Regions from separate parts of the Mus musculus genome. Here region 1 is linked to region 2. Evidence: chromatin contacts called from public HiChIP or PLAC-seq data. All regions are on one chromosome and are shown on one strand. Each heading gives the region's core, a stretch centred on a gene start, on an enhancer-like site or on the middle of the called end of the contact. The rest is flanking DNA. Distances are from core to core; before and after follow the strand shown. Region 1 holds the start of Acsf3 (acyl-CoA synthetase family member 3). Region 2 overlaps Galns (galactosamine (N-acetyl)-6-sulfate sulfatase).

Evidence for each region. HiChIP or PLAC-seq counts read pairs in DNA pulled down with a chosen protein or histone mark.
Region 1: an HNF4G HiChIP or PLAC-seq map of pancreatic cancer cells shows a contact between it and region 2. The contact joins the promoter of Acsf3 here to the enhancer-like site in region 2. A contact is called at or near these places in 13 of 39 promoter capture datasets (the 3T3-L1 cell line, cranial neural crest, embryonic stem cells and 9 more), 5 of 115 datasets of contacts at active chromatin or transcription factors (bone marrow-derived macrophages, cardiomyocytes, effector CD8 T cells and 2 more) and 4 of 9 other capture datasets (adipose tissue, embryonic stem cells, macrophages and 1 more).

What each region holds. Positions count from the first base shown.
Region 1 is chr8:122,773,100-122,777,634 of GRCm38.p6, forward strand. Acsf3 (acyl-CoA synthetase family member 3) reads left to right here and starts at 2,387. Exons shown (of 10, transcript NM_144932.4): 1 at 2,387-2,491. It overlaps Gm39271 (a long non-coding RNA gene), which reads right to left and starts at 2,349. Exons shown (of 3, transcript XR_879309.2): 1 at 2,185-2,349; 2 at 1-1,234.
Region 2 is chr8:122,583,764-122,588,145 of GRCm38.p6, forward strand. Galns (galactosamine (N-acetyl)-6-sulfate sulfatase) reads right to left here. Exons shown (of 14, transcript NM_016722.4): 12 at 1,149-1,270. It also overlaps the pseudogene Gm34962. Among named protein-coding and RNA genes, the nearest start is that of Aprt, 9.0 kb to the left of the region's middle. Within about 2 kb of position 2,013, at least 95 of the 459 cell types and tissues checked have an H3K27ac peak or open chromatin away from gene starts, as enhancers often do. A contact at or near this core is called in bone marrow-derived macrophages, macrophages and pancreatic cancer cells, where this site is marked.

The sequences.
Region 1 (4,535 bases), core at 1,137-3,636, 190 kb after region 2:
CTGAGCACACAGCCTCCCTCTGAGAGGCAACTGCTACACTCCACCCTTGCACTTGCAAAGTTCATGTGTCCACCTGATTCTCTGTGCCAGGCCCTTATGGCCTTGTCTCTGCTGGCTCTTTTGAATTCCTCCTATGAATTCCCTTGTTCTGTCTTTTCCACTTTCCCTTCCCGAAACCTCAAATCCTGCCCACCAGACTTCCCAGCAGACCCAGCCAATCTCTTCCCCCTCGATTTCCACCTCGGCTGTTTGTCCAGACACACCCCTCCCCCTTGTTTCCAGCCCTTCTGTGGAGGATCCTGCTTAGCCACCACTCTTCCTAGTCCTCAGGCCTTTGGGGAACTCTCTGCTAGAGCATCTTGGTCCTTCAGGACATCTGTAACTCAGCTGAGGACAGTAATGGGGGTCGTGCTGGAGTTTTCCTCACATGGATATGCCTGCTTTCTGCATTTGTTTTTCCTGGCTGGTTAGTCCACATCTCTTCTGTTAGTGACTATCTGGATAACCTCAAATATCTGGTCATTCCAGACAACCCATGCTGTGGTCACTGAAATGTCAATCAGAAGCTCAGGGGCTGGATGGGACTGGACCCTGTGGGCCTCTTGTTATTTGTGTGTGTGTGTGTGTGTGTGTGTGAGAGAGAGAGAGAGAGAGAGAGAGAGAGAGAGACAGAGACAGAGACAGAGACAGAGACAGAGACAGAGAGACCACAGAAGCCGGATCGCCCATGGAGCTTGAGTTACAGGCATTTGTGAATTGCTTGGTATAAGTGCTTAGAATCAAATTCAGACCCCCTGGGAGGGGAATACCACTGAGCCATCTCTCCAGCCACTCTATCTCTTCTCTTGATGGTTTTGTGGTTTTGTTTGTTTGTTTGTTTGTTTTTGAGACAATCTTATGTATCCCAAGCTGACCTCAAACTCTCTATGTAGTCAGATAACCCTGAATTTCTAATCCTTTTGCTTCCACATTCTAAATACTGTGATTAACATGTCTTGTTTAGGCATAATCCTGGGGGTTATGCTAACAACTGAGCACTCCAAACCCAAATCCAGACTCTTGATGATTTCCAAGGCCCAGGGGTCACAGAATCTGTCTCCATTCTGGCCATGTTTAGGACTATGCTTTGGGTGTAGACATTTAAGCATAGAAGTCCTAGGGTCTGTGGTGTAAATCCCAATGTTAGACATTTTGATTCACGTTGATTCTCTGCCTCTTCCTCTCTTTGATCTCACTTGCCAAAAAAGGGAAAAGAAAAGGAAACAAAAAGTTTGTTAGAAACTGTATAACTTCAGAAGCCTCCTGAATTTTGTGTATGGCTATTGTAAAGACACCCAGTGCTCTCCTCAGAAGCCCACATCAGTACTAGGGCGTCTACCATCCTTCGCCTAAATCAGTTCCCTCACCAGTATGTCTCAATGGTAATGCTTAAAACTATATTAAAGCTACGTCTTGCTAACTCCAAATGTGCTTCATAATGAATCTTCCTGAAAGCCTAAGTCAAGAATCCGTGTTTTACCTACATGGAGGTCTGTGAGACTTCCCCAGCTGCTGCAGGGAGAGGAGTTTTGTCTATAGCTTTGCTGCCACTGACAAACAGACCTTAGTGTTTCAAGGTTTATCTTTACTGTACAGAAAGCATTTAGTATCCTACCCTAAAACTGGCTGTGGAGGCATAGATCTGTAATCCCTATACTCAGGAGGCTGAGGCAGTGGGATTACCAGGAGTTTAATGCCATCCTGTGCTACAGAATGAGACCTTGCCTCCATCCTGCCACAGTTCCTGGTCTGTGTCACAGAGGTGTGTTTAGCATATAGACCCCCCCAGCTGCAAGCCGAGGAACCCCTCTTCAGGGGCCAAGGGAGTCCATTTACATCCTGATTTGGCGAAGATGGTGACCACAGCTGTGTGGTCCCTTTGGCCACGGGAGCCATCATGCCTATTAAAATGATCGTTGAGAGCTGAGAATACAGCTCCAAGTCGTTGCGGTGCTTGTCTAGCATGTGTGAAGCCCCAGGTTTCATCCTTGGCACTACGTAAGCCGAATGTGGCGAAGCAAGCCTATAATTAGTCATCTCTCAAAAGGTAGAGGTAGGTTACCCTTAGCTACATTGCTGGCTTGGGCTACATGAGACCCTGTCTCAATAACAACAGTTAAATAGGACCCAATGCAAACAACTCACAGTACTTGTTCCATCAGGACAATGGATCCAGAGATCTGGTAACAGATGTCAGGCACCTAAAGGCCACTCTCTGCCAGTCCCTCTCAAGACTTGCGAGCAGATGGAGTATGCGAATGAGCAGGAACGTTCGTTCCCGGAACGCATTTCTCAGGCGCTGCATCCCGGGACGTATTAGATCGACGGACACTTTTCGCCTGCGGACACTTTTAGGTGTAGGACTCATTCCGGCCCGCTTCACCTACCTGGACAACCTCGCACTCCCGTGCCCCACCCCTGACACCCCCACCCCAACCCCGCCTGACCCCAGGTGAGCGCGCAGCAGACTACAAGAAAGGGGGTGTCGAGGTGAGCTGGAGCTGACCCGGGGGCCGTGGGACCTGTCGGGCAGGTGTCTGTCACAGCGTGAGGGACACTTCTGTAAGGACCCGGGATGACGTCACACGAAACCCCTCCCCGATTTGTTTGCGCCGAGCACCGTGTGGGATGCAGGTCGCCAGGGTCCTGGCTCGGATGGGTCCCGAGAGCCGACTAGGGCGTCAGGGACGGGACCAGCGTGCATGCGAGGAAGGGCTTCTGGATTTGGAAGCGGGTCCGGGAATTTCTCTAAAAGAGAAGTGTGTTGATTCTCATCCTGGAAGGGAGGGAACTTGCCTGTGGCTGACCACTAAGACCCGTGAGAGCCTCCAGATACTGCTGTAGGAGCACATCTAAGCCATAGGCTGTCCCGAGAGGGAGTCCTGAAATCGGAAATGCGCTAAGCGTTTTCAAGGCCAACGTGATTATTGTAAAACCGGTGTCCCTGCTGCCCTTGTCTCCAGACGGATGTAGACATACCTTTCTGATGACATCCCTGGACATGAAGTGGGTCAGGGAACCATGCACAGCCAGATGCCCTGAATAGACAGTGTTTTGCCCTAAAGAACTGGCTCTGGTTGGACGAGCTGGGAGTTAGCTCAATGCTGACAGATGTTTAATGATTGGGCCAGGCTCATGCTTGAAGACTTTCTTAGTTGGGGTTTCTATTCCTGCACAAACATTATGACCTAGAAGCAAGTTGGGGAAGAAAGGGTTTATTCAGCTTACACTTCCATGTTGCTGTTCATCACCAAAGGAAGTCAGGACTGGAACTCAAACAGGTCAGAAAGCAGGAGCTGACGCAGAGGCCATGGAGGGACATTCCTTACTGGCTTGCTTCCCCTGGCTTGCTCAGCCTGCTTTCTTATAGAACCCAAGAGTACCAGCCCAGGAATGGCACCACCCACAATGGGTCCTCCAACCCTTGATCACTAATTGAGAAAAGGCCTTGCAGCTGGATCTCATGGAGGCACTTCCTTAAGGGAGGCTCCTTTTTCTGTGATAAATCAGGCTTGTGTTAAATTGACACAAATCCAGCCAGTACAAAGACCAAAGTGGCTTTGGAGGCCTGCACTGGTCCCATTTCCATATATGAGAGAGTAAGACAGTGCCTCAGAGGGGACATGGTAGAACTTATAAGAACTGACGATGGCACAGCAGTGCCACCCCAGCATGAGTACAGCTGTCCACACAGGAATCAGTTTGCTCTTTCCTCTACCACCCTCTCTGACCTGTCACCCCAGGGTCAGTGTGTCCTCCTCATGGGGGCCACTGTTCTTGCTGGTGTGGGTGTCTCCTCACAGAATGAGGGCCCCATGGGTAACTGTAACTGAGTCTATTCCACAAGGAGCCTGGCTTGATACCTCCTGATGCCCAGTGTCTGTCCATGGCTACCAACGTTCAGGGCTCAGGACTCTACCCCAGAGGTCCTGGAGCTGCATCAACTCTGCCTGCTCCAAATCTTGTGACCACCCTACTGTGTTGCTTATGCCTGGTTAGCCAGGTTGACTCAGCCCTACCACCTCATGGGGTACGGAGGTGTCCAAAGGAGGGTGCCAGATAGATTGGTGGAGGCCAGCGCTCTATTACACAAGTGTGTTTGAGTGTCTCTGATCTACTTATGCTTTTCAAAGGACCATTGGCTAGTGTCAGTTAATGCCATGATCACTTGTGTGAGCGTACTGTATGCACAACTTTTGTGTCCCTAAGGTCGTAGTGTTAATGCAACAAGGGGGGAAGGTTTGCACGTATTTGTGCTACTGCTAAGAGGGCTTCTTTCTCATGATCCAAGCTCTTGCCCTCCCTAGGACTAGAGGCCTGTATCAGGAGGGCTCTCCCATGCCCTTGTTCCTGTGTGCCATCATCTCTCCAGGCAATTCTTCATCAGTAACCTGGTCTCCGGGGTTCCTTTGTGCAGCTTCCTGATGCTGATGAGTTTCCACATCTGGGTGCTAGGCAACAGGCAGTACCTCCTGAGTGCTGGGCTCTCTGGGTGC
Region 2 (4,382 bases), core at 763-3,262:
TGTGTCCTTTCTCCTCTCAGAGTAATGCCCCACTCCTATCCAGGATGCCCTCACGGTCATCTTGATCTTAATGGCATCTGTAAGACCATATTTCCAGAAGCGTATCTTCCGAGGTGCTGGAGACCCACGGGTACTCATGCAGGATGTAGGAGCAGCCTCGGGGACCTTTCTATTGTCCCAAAGCCCTCTCTATCTCCCATTAGCAAGTTATGGCCTGTCACTGAGCAGAAGGCTGTGATTTCCAACCTGGCAGAAATGCTGTAGCATGGACACAGGACTTGTATTCCAGGACCCAAGGCACCTACTATCCTTCCAGGGGAGCCGTGTTAGCCTCCCGGGGAGAGCCAGAGTGTATTGGGCTCGAGTCAGCTGAGGACAGTTAGGAGATGGGGACAGCTGAGGACAGTTAGGAGATGGGGACACTTTGATAGATGTGACGCCAGTCACAGATTGCGGTGACTTTTGAGTATCACTGCGAATAGGGAAAGCTAGGAGGGGTGCTCTTGAACCCTTCAGGGATAGAACCCTGCAGTGACCGTTTAACCCACCATTGTTTGTCGTTGAGGTTAGCCAGGTATAGTGACTTTTGAGCTCAAAGACTCCTGCCCAGTGGAGGCCACTAGGTACCCTCAGCTCCAGGGTCCATGGTCTGAAGCACTGTACTCCAGAATCTGGGATGGAGTCCTTGGATCTCCTCGCCCTCAGCCTTTCCCTCCTGTCAGTCCCAGGGCTAGTTGGTGTGGATGGATGTCTCCTATGGCTGACTTGCTTACCCCTGCCCTTGGCCATCCCTGAAGGTAGCTTAGAGTATAGGATCCATTGCTGGGGTTGTCAATGAACTCAACCCAGAATGGGGAGGGATGAGAGGCAACCAGGAAGAGAAAGCAGGAGGGGAGCTCCCAGAGAGCATGGCAGCCATGGCCTGAGGTGAAGATAGAGGTCTCTGGGAGTTAGTAGGCTCTACATCCTCCTTGGTTGGGCGCCCAGGGTCCCATGTCTGTGTTCTTCATCTCCACACAAAGGCATCCATTTCCTGTGAGACCAGAGGGGTAACTCCACGGAAGGCAGAGCACCCAGACGTGGTTCTCACCTTTGGCCTGTCTGGCCAGTGTCTCCTCTGCGGCATGGAGACCCTGCCCCTGCCTCACCTGAGTGGGAATCTCTCCCCTGGGTCCCGTCCCAGGTGGAAGATCAGGGGTAGCTCCGTGTGTTCTTCCTGGGTGTGGGTTGTAACTCCTGAGACGTTCTGCCCGGGGCAGAAGTCAGTGCCCTGCAATGAGAGGCACAGAGAACAAGTGGGCATCCAGGACCCAGAAGCCCATGCAGCAGAGATGCCCTACTAGTCCAGCTGCTCACACATCCCTCGCGCCTGGTACTGCGGTGTTCCCTGGGGAGTGAACGTGAGAGCGGTTGGATCTGGTCACCTCCTGGATGGGGGAAAGCTTCAGGAGGAACTGCTTAGCATCTGTCTCTGGGCGGCTCCCCAAGTTTTTTCCATAATAGTCTGGGCAGCTAGGCTGTAATCTCAGCACTCAGGAGATAGAAGTAGGAATATCTTGAGTTTGAAGTCAGCCTGGGCTACAGGAGACCCTGCCTCAAAACAGATGAAGCCGTCTGGACCGGCTAACGCTTTGATTTTGAGGAGTGCTCCTCAGAGCGCCATAAAGCCTTTTCAGTGTGCGGCCAGGAGAACAGTGGCCTCTCAGAAGATGACGAGTCAGGGTGAGTCACTAGACCAGACACAGGAAGAGGGACCTTTGGCTTGAAAGCTGAGAGAACGCAGACCCAGAGCTGAACACGTGAGCTGAAGTAAGGGACAAAACAGCCGTGACCAGGCTCGAGGGAAGGGCACAGGCTGTGGAATCATGACCACTGCCTTCAGAGGTACAGAGGGAAGGCGGAACACATACTCAGGCTGTACGGAGTCAGTCCCTGCAGCTTCCTCTCAGATAGTTTGGCTGCTGCGGCTACCTTTCCTGGGTGCAGTCTGATTCCATTACAGCCGTTTGTGTGTACAAGCTTGCCCTTTGCCCTGGACCTCCCCTATGAGATTTCGCTGCGTACTCCTTGGGGTGGACTGATGTAGGAATGGAGAATGCCCCTAACCACGCCTCCAACAGTCTCAGACAGGAGCTGTGACTCAGTTGCCCTAGTGTCAGCCAACTCAGCAGTGGGAGACCTTCCTGTAGGGTCTGTATACATTTGACACGCAGCGCCGTTCACTAAGGAAATGTCTGCAGCACCTTGTGTAACACTTCTGGGATGGACAGCTGGTTGGTGCAGCAGTTTACAGTCTATAAAGCAGGGAGGCCATAGCCTATGAAGTTCCATTTGTGAGGAGCTGCAGAGATACAAGTTGGGGACTGGAAGGGTGGGCTATATTACAGTCAAAGTGGGTCCCGAATCTAGGCCTCCTGGAGCGTCCTGCCAGGGGACAAACTGTGCAGCACACAGCAGGAAACCACAACCATTAGCATGAAAATACCAAACAGTTAATGGAGAGGTCTAGATGGAACTCATAAATTATAATTTGGATGCAAATCAAATAAGCTATTTAATTAAGATCCCGCTAATTGGTCTAGGGTTTCTCTTACAGCTGCAGTTGTGTGAGTGCCTTGCTCGCCCTCAGGGCACCTCCGGGAAGTCAGCCTGCTGTAACACTTCATCCTCCCCGCAGAGCAGGCCTCTGGCCTGGCTCTGGATGCACAGCGGGATGGGGACAGGCAGACTGCTAGAAATCTCCTGATTTTGGAGAGGTGGTAAGGGACAGGACACTCGGGTTGGCTCACTCTCCTGGGAGATCAAAGTTCAGGTGTAGCAGCTGAGACCTCCATCTTAGGTCTGAAGCTAGAACCTGAGGCTTGTTAAGACAACCCCAGGAGCCCGGTGTGGTGGCACTCGGGAGGCAGAGGCAGGCAGATTTCTGAGTTCAAGGCCAGCCTGGTCTACAAAGTGAGTTCCAGGAAAGCCAGGGCTACACAGAGAAGCCCTGTCTCGAAAAACCAAAAAAAAAAAAAAAAAAAAAAAAAAAAAAGACAACCCCAGGAATCCAGGAGTGAAGGCCCAAGACCTGGGAGTTCTCTCACACCAGAAGCTCACGAACACTAGCAGAGGCAGATTGTAGCCTTTTGTCTGTAACAACCACCCTTTACCTGGGCCTCAACCCTGAGTCAGACCGTGAGAACTGAGGACAGCGGCAGTTTACAGGACAAAGTTCGGCTAATAACAACTGAGTAGTTCAGGCGATCTCAGGTGTTTTCCAACTTCTTAACAGTATCAGCCCTCCTCACTCCGTGGATGCTGCAGAGACCCCCTTCAGCACGGGCCACGTGGTGTGGAACCCTGGACAACATTCTGGCTCAGACGTTGCTTGCCCTCCAACAACACTGCCACCAATTAAAAATGAATGGGAGAACAGACTCCCTCCTAGAGACAGAAGCAGGCTTGATGGTGGGCGTGTGTGTGGTGAGGGCAGTGGCCAGCCTAGTTCACAGCGCACAGGACCCTAGGCCCTCAGCTACAGAGGGCAGGGCTAGAAAGGGAAGAGGGGAAGTGCTCAAGATGGACACACAGAGATGGATTCCGAGTACGGGTGTGGGCAGTGGAGACCAGGCTACCAGGCTAGTCAGATCTCAAGGCAGCAAAGGACAGGCGAGGGAGGGCCTGGGTACATCAGTGTCCACGAGGAACTGCCGCTAGACCTGGCGGTGAGCGGGAGGAAAGGCCTTAGGCCTAGTGACCTCACTGGAATTCCAGGTGTTCTCCATCTCTGCAGCCAGCTCAGCAGGAAGGCAGGCAGGGCGGGGCGGGGACCAAGCGTCTCCTTCCAAGGCCTTCTACAGGACCCCAACCCTAATGGGCCTGGGACCCTTGTCCATCTGTGTATTTACTCCTCACCTCCACCAGGCCTGGCTGATCTCTAGCACTGGGTTGGGAGGGAGATGTAAAGTCTCAAACCAGACAAACAGCTGAGGTGCCTACTTAACAGATCAAAGCAGGCCTAGCTGCCAGGTTCTCCCTGCATCCCTCAGTCAGTTACAGGGTATGGCTGGCATACCCTACTCCCTACCCTGAACTCTCCAGTGCAGGGGGCACGGAGCTAGGCTGCTCTTGATCCAACCTTTTGGTTACCCACCCCTTTTGTACATTTGGCCTCCTGGCTCCTGCACCTGGTTGCCCCCACTTCGGATCTCCTCACAAGGCTCAGGGTCATGTCCGCTCTGGACTCTCACAGAGACAGGTCTCTGACTCTAGCTATGATCTCCGTTTTATCCTCCACTCTACCTGAGAGCAGTCCTATCCCTTCCTTTTTTCGTTTTCTCATTCAGAAGGGGTGTTAAGGGTGGGGCCTGCCTGGCATCACTACCTGCCCATCAGTCCAT